2 separate regions of the Macaca mulatta genome follow, and region 2 is linked to region 1. Evidence: chromatin contacts called from public Micro-C data. All regions are on one chromosome and are shown on one strand. Each heading gives the region's core, a stretch centred on a gene start, on an enhancer-like site or on the middle of the called end of the contact. The rest is flanking DNA. Distances are from core to core; before and after follow the strand shown.

Region 1 (3,160 bases), core at 226-2,725:
TGACAGCTGTTTGCATTCCATTCCCTTACACATTTTTGTATGTTCTGTTTTGTCATAATGTATTCCTTCAACCATTTTTTTGAGAGTACACTATGTATGAAACACTAAACTACACTCAAGGAATAAAAAAAAAATGGGCCAGGCGCGGTGGCTCATGCCTGTAATCCCAGTACTTTGGGAGGCCGAGACGGGCAGATCACGAGGTCAGGAGATCGAGACCATCCTGGCTAACACGGTGAAACCCCGTCTCTACTAAAAATACAAAAAATTAGCCGGGCACGGTGGCGGGCGCCTGTAGTCCCAGCTACACGGGAGACTGAGGCAGGAGAATGGCGTGAACCCACTGAGGCGGAGCTTGCAGTGAGCGGAGATCCAGTCACTGCACTCCAGCCTGGGCGACAGAGCGAGACTCCGTCTCAAAAAAAAAAGAAAAAAGAAAAGAAAAAAAGAAATGGTATGATGTCCCACCATTAACAAGCTTATAATCTTACAAAGAAAAGAGCCAAGTAAGCAAAGAAATACAGTGAAGTGTAATATTTCCCTATGCCTAGAATATTCTCTGTTCTGAACTCCTCTCCCATCCTCAAATCCTCATTGCCACACACACACTTTGTACCATAGCAACATTAAACTATGGTATGTAATACTCTAATACAAGTCATAATTTTAATCCCGAGAAATGTTGCATTATCAATGATCGAATTTCTATGCATTGTCAAAAATTGTGATATAATAATTGTTTTTATGAAAGGTATTATGGTTTTGAGGCTGGATTGTTTTCAGGTTTATGAGGACTGAGAATTCCAGCAACAAATATGACCCCAAACATATATTACAAAACTTAAAAATTGCTGAGAAAATGTAGTTAGTAAAACACTATAGTAACAGCCCTGGTTATAAAGAAAATTCAAATGTAGCATCACTGGTAATTGGTTTCCATTCTCATTCCATTCCCTGTTCTCAAATGGAGAGCAGTGGGACATGGATAGAGGTGGAGTGGTGATTCTTGGGTGGGAGGTAAACAGCAACCAGGAAGATCCCTCTTGGGAAGTACTGAGGCAGAATGTAGGCTCCGGAGGATTCTAATTCCTCTTAGCCCATTTTTTCCAGAGTGGGATGCTGAAACTGGCATTTGCTACTCAGAAGATTCCTGGAATCTGTTGCTCTTCCGAACGTTTCAGGTAACCCAGGGATATAAAAATATATCCATTGATATTTAACCTACCACTGATTGGCACTAAATGTAACAACAGTAGGACTAGGACAACTTGGGATCATGTGAACAGACCAGAAACTACAGACTGCAATAGAAATGTGCAGATTGCCCAGGTGGTTTCTACAACCTGGCCGCGATGAAACCCCATGTCTTATACACTTGGAGTTTCCTCTATTTGATTCTAATGAGCTTCTAACCACTACTGATGGTGTTTCTCTTTCTACCTCATCAGCCCAGGGCTCATTCATTTTATCCTGTTTCACCTATGCTGTAATAGAAAACCCAAGGCCACTCAAATGTAAGTAGCTTGATCAATACTAATTCCTGATCAAGTCAACCCAATATCCAGCATCAGTTAGATAATGTAAATTGTATTTCCTCACTAGTTGATTATAAATTATAATAAAATATAAAGCATTGTGTTTATAATATGCCATACATTATCTTAGCTGTTCTGCATGAATTGACTTTTTTTTTGTCCTCATAGCAGCCTCATGAGCCATTTACTACTTTCATTTCCATATTACAAATGAGGGACTTGACGCACAGTGAGGTTAGGCAACTTGCCCAAGGTCACGCAGTAGGTAAGTGTTAAAGCTAGGATTCAAACCCAGACAGTTTGGAGTTCAAACTCTTTATTGTATCTGAGTCATGAAGACTCTCACAGGGCATAGAAGGTTATATTTGAATATCAGATATTTTATGGAGCTACTGAAGGCTTTTCAGAAAGGGGTATGATCAGATTGAATGTCTGAAAAAGATCATAATGGCATAATGGTGGCTGGGGATATTTCCAGATTTCCTGTGCAATTATTTCTCCTTCAGCCTACCCTGATAACTCTTTGTGGTTAAAAGCTTGGGCCCTTGAGTCAGAAAAATCTTGGAAAAAAATCCCTGTTAGTTATAATAACAAACACTTTGAACATTACTGAGGTTCTGTGGTAACTTACATGGATCATGGTTTTTAACTTTCATAATAATCCCTGAGGGAGATACTACTACTGTCCCCCTTTTCAGATGAAAAAACTGAGTTCTCAGATTGGTTGTAAAAATATGTTCAGGATTCTATCACTAGGTATGGAGCAGAAGTTAAAAAACAATTTTGTCTAAATTGCAGAATAGTAGTTACTGTTGTGTAACCTACTGTAATAAAGATTGCTGGTTCTTACACTTGTTAGTGGTGAGATATTTGGCATTATATTATATTATATTATATTATATTATATTATATGTTTTGAGACAGGGTCTCACTCTGTCACCCAGGCTGGAGTGCAGTGGCACAATCATAGTTTCATAGCAACTATGCCACACATTTAGAAAGTTACAAAACTCAACGAATAAAATATATTCTTAATGTTTTATTTCCTCAATAAAAGAGTTTCCATTTGTTCTTCTGAATGAAAACTGTGACTTCCTTTTTTTTCCTAAATGTGTACTTGAATCTTTTGCAGATATATATTTTGCCTTGTTTGTGGAGATGTTCCTTTATTCAAAATATATAAGAATTGCTTTTTAGATGTTTATCATCAACCTTTGACGTCAGTTTCCTAGTAAGTACAAAAGCCTCCCTTTCCAGTGGCTCCCCAAATAAATTCTGGGAGAGCTATGTTTTAGAAATTTCGGGATTTACTCATATAAGAAAGAATCCCTAAAAGTTAATATATTAAGATATGAGAAGTGTTGGCCTCTGCTTTTGGTTGGTGGGCAGTCTTCCTCATTTCTTCCTCAATTAGGAGTTCATGTAAACCAAAAACAAATCTATGTTTATGAGTTTGCGGTCTTATTTCTACAATTGTAAAGATAATTAAATATAAGAATATCCAAAAACCATATCTATGTGGTAAGTTTTCAGTATTAGTTTGCTAGTGTTAATATTAGAAATAGTGATAGTAGTAGTATTTGTGCTACTGATATTAACCTTGTTATTAATCAGATTGTAGCATG
Region 2 (3,613 bases), core at 626-3,125, 200 kb before region 1:
TGTTTATATGTGATCAAGAACTATTTACAAATAACCTATTGAGTTATTAAATGTTAGATCAACTAACTTGGTTGGGTTGTTCATTTGGTATTGAATAAAATTAATTATAAGTTTATATTCATAAAATAAAATGACTGGATTCCGTCAAGGGATTTATTCTACGAATAAGTCTGTGGGTCGTACATTGGGCAGCACTGCAAAACTCCATCTGATAATTACAATACTATCATTGTAATAATAATTATTAAATAATTACAGTACTATTATTAAATGTACATAAATGTACACAGAAGAGAAAGGGGAATTTGGCTTGCCTATGAGGATATCTGTGCAAAGCAGTAGAGAGCCGCTCTGCCATTTCTGTCTAATTTTAATAGATATCACCTCAGCAGCACCTCCCAGAAACTAATTTTCTCTCAAAGCTAGATTAAAAGGATCGTCCTCAGAATAAAAGCTTCAACTTGATAGTTCGATGTTAGAGTGAAAGGGAACTCCTATATTTTTGAGGGGAAACCTTGTTGTTTGGGGCTAATACTTTAAGAACTCTGGATATGCTTGAGGTCATGTTCTCCATACTGACAGAGGAAAGATAGCCTCTGGAGGAAAGGTTAAGGCAGAATGGAAACAGGAAGGGCTTTACCAGTTTGTTGTGGTGTTTCCCAGACTTTTGGGTTTCTGGGCTGAGTAAAATTTTAAAAGTGGAAGAGTAACACAGAATGATTAACTTTGTATTTTACCAAACAAAGACATCAAAAGAAAAAATATAATCTACTATTAAAAGAGAGGAGTATTTATGATAATAAAAGTAAGGATACACTCTTAGAATAAATAAGTATAATTTACAATATATATTATAATTGAGTATGAAAATCTCACTGTATCTTTTTTCTTTCCATTTTGCTGCACTGTGCACCAATGAAAAGTCCATCAGGGATTTGCTCTGCCATATGGGAATCAATGCTCCATCAGACAGCTTTACAAAGCTGCCATGTGTGATTCAGATTCACAAACTGTATATTATTTTTATTGTCTATTTTTTTCTAATTTTTTTCATCCCTGAATCCTTGGTAAAGTTTGGTTTACATATTCTTTCATCACCTCAGTAAAAAAAGAAATACAAATACAATAGACCCTTTGAAACCAGAGTGGTGGTAACTGCGATAATATTTCAGAGATTTCCAGGAAAATGTAAATCTCAGGGAAGAGAATTTAAGATAAATGTCCAGATGCTTATTACAAGTAGAGAGGTTTCATTGTCCTATCTGTTGGAGGTTTGTGGTTCAATTTATTTAAGGAATCTGATGGTTTTCTAATAGACCTTCCCCACATTTCTGGAATTGTCTTTTTAGGATCCCTGAAAATGGAAAGGAATTCCCTAGATATCCCAGTTTATTCCCACACCCTAACACTGCAGAGGAGTCCCTGAAATACGAAACATTTCAGCCTCTCCTCATTTCTTTCAAGGGTAGATTGAAAGATACCAGCTTCAGCAGATAAGATGTGAAGCAGGCTTCATTGGTGGGGGTGGAGGGGTTCTCCTTGACGTTGACCTCACTGTACTCCTTGGCCATCTTTCCTCCAAATCCCCTGGGGCCATGCCTATCTCAGATGTAAAGTCAACAGTCGGTAGGCAATCAACCAGGTGAGAAGATGGCAGAAGTACCCTCTGGGGAGAAAATGGTGTGTTAGAAAGCAACAGTTTAAAGGAGCAAGGCCGCAGGAACTCAATGACTCAGTGAAGGTGAAAAACCAAGGAGGTGAACCATAGCTCCTCAGTATTAATCAGGCAGTCACCATGTTCATGTGTCAAGGTGTGTGATTGTTTCTAGTGTTAGAAAGGTCAACTCTTTCTTTCCTAGACCTCTGGTAATTTAGCTGAAAGGTAAGGTATTACTGTTAGTCGGGGCCTGCTTTGTTCATCACATTTCCTATGTTGGTGGATGGAATTATTGAGGCTGCCCACCAGACAAGTTCAATGTGGATACATTAAGAAAACCCTAAATACAGGTCTGTATCCAGAAGCAGTATTTAAGAGTCTATTGAGATTAGTGCTGTAAAATTGAGCAAATAAACAAATAAAAAAAAGATAAAAATAACAAGGGAAAAGGCAAGTAAGGCTCTGGGAAGTACAACTAATTTGTGGATCAGTCATCCTGTTTCTACCACACAGTGCAGTGTGATCAGACAAGGCTGAGCAAATGTGGTTTTGGCTTTGCACAGCTGAGGCGTTTAACTGCATCATGCTGAGGTGGACTGAAACTTCAAGGGCATCCAGTGACTTATGTGTTTCGTCACCAGTCTGCCCACTCCAGCATTTATCAGCAAGGCAATGCTGTGTGTGTGTGTGTGTGTGTGTGTATGTATTTTATATATATATATAAAATATATATAAATATATATATATATATTTAACTTCACACCATGGTGTCTGATTTATAATTTCCCGAGGGCAATATTTTTTTACAGTGACTGGCAGAATTTTTTGTTCTTCATTAGGCCTTTTATTAACCCACTGCCAGAGCTCTGTATCCAACCACTCCCAGTGTTTCAGTGATCATATTATCAGTAATAGCATATTTCCTCTGGGAGATATGAATACAGTCTATTGCAGGTGGAATGCTGGGAGGAGGCGGGATAGAGTGGAGTGTTCACATTTCTATCTGCACTCTGCCTTCAGACTCTTCCCACTAAACTTGCAGATGTTGCTGACTAGTTACTTTGATGGTTCCTTAACTTCATTATTATGTATAAGAGCACAAACTTTATTCAGAAAGTTTTGTAAAGCTATGATACCTTCCTCTGTAAAAAGTAGATTTGACCACACATTTGGGGTTCAAATTCCTGAGGTTTCCATAAGTTGTTTGCTGTTACCAATAAACAAAGTCTAGATGGTTAATGGAAGTCTAGATGGTTAATGGACATGGACCAGTTTGAAAAAAACCATATCATGCTAAGCGGGTGGGTCCTTCCTGTCCGGCTGAAGAACTCAGATGAAAGGAAATATGAAAGCCTAAAGCTTAATTATTATCATCACTGTGCTTCCATTTAGAGAGAAAGAAATGGTCCCAATTACAGGGCTAGCAGAATACTTATGAGGCCTTCTGGGCTCTTTGCTTGCCTTTAGTCAGGACCACATATAAAAACACTTAAACCCCTGAGTTAGAAGAGAATTGTTGGTTTCTAAAAAGATTTTCAGGAAAGGAAGTTCCATAAACTTCCTTGGCATTACATTTAAGCCCCTAACACCACAAACTTATCGCAGTATGATCATTTACTAGCAGAGTATACTTGAACAAGTAACTTAATCTTTTGGAATCTCATTTATCAAATGCAAATTCTAATAAGAACTTATAAAACATATTTTATTGGTGTGAAGATCAAACCAAGCAACCCACTTAAAAAAGATTTTTCAACTGTGAAATACTACACAATGGTAAACTCCTGTGATATTAAGTACAATTCCCATTCATGTAGTATCTCTCAAAATTAAATACAATTAACAAAATACATAGAGCACCTTAATAGAGATGGAAAACCAACGGACCTTCTCCCTCACTCATATTACCTACAATATATTGAAATAAAAGTGAATATATTGTAGGAAGAGGGTAAA

The links. Hi-C and Micro-C count contacts between places; a contact is called where the count stands out from the background.
Region 2: a Micro-C map of CD4 T cells shows a contact between it and region 1, with 6 times the contacts expected there. The contact joins two enhancer-like sites. A contact is called at or near these places in 5 of 14 Hi-C or Micro-C datasets (CD4 T cells, blood, cortical neurons and 1 more).

Annotation. Positions count from the first base shown.
Region 1 is chr2:29,766,811-29,769,970 of T2T-MMU8v2.0, reverse strand. No RefSeq gene overlaps it. Among named protein-coding and RNA genes, the nearest start is that of SATB1, 340 kb to the left of the region's middle. Within about 2 kb of position 1,475, at least 2 of the 40 cell types and tissues checked have an H3K27ac peak or open chromatin away from gene starts, as enhancers often do.
Region 2 is chr2:29,964,658-29,968,270 of T2T-MMU8v2.0, reverse strand. No RefSeq gene overlaps it. Among named protein-coding and RNA genes, the nearest start is that of SATB1, 140 kb to the left of the region's middle. Within about 2 kb of position 1,875, at least 5 of the 40 cell types and tissues checked have an H3K27ac peak or open chromatin away from gene starts, as enhancers often do.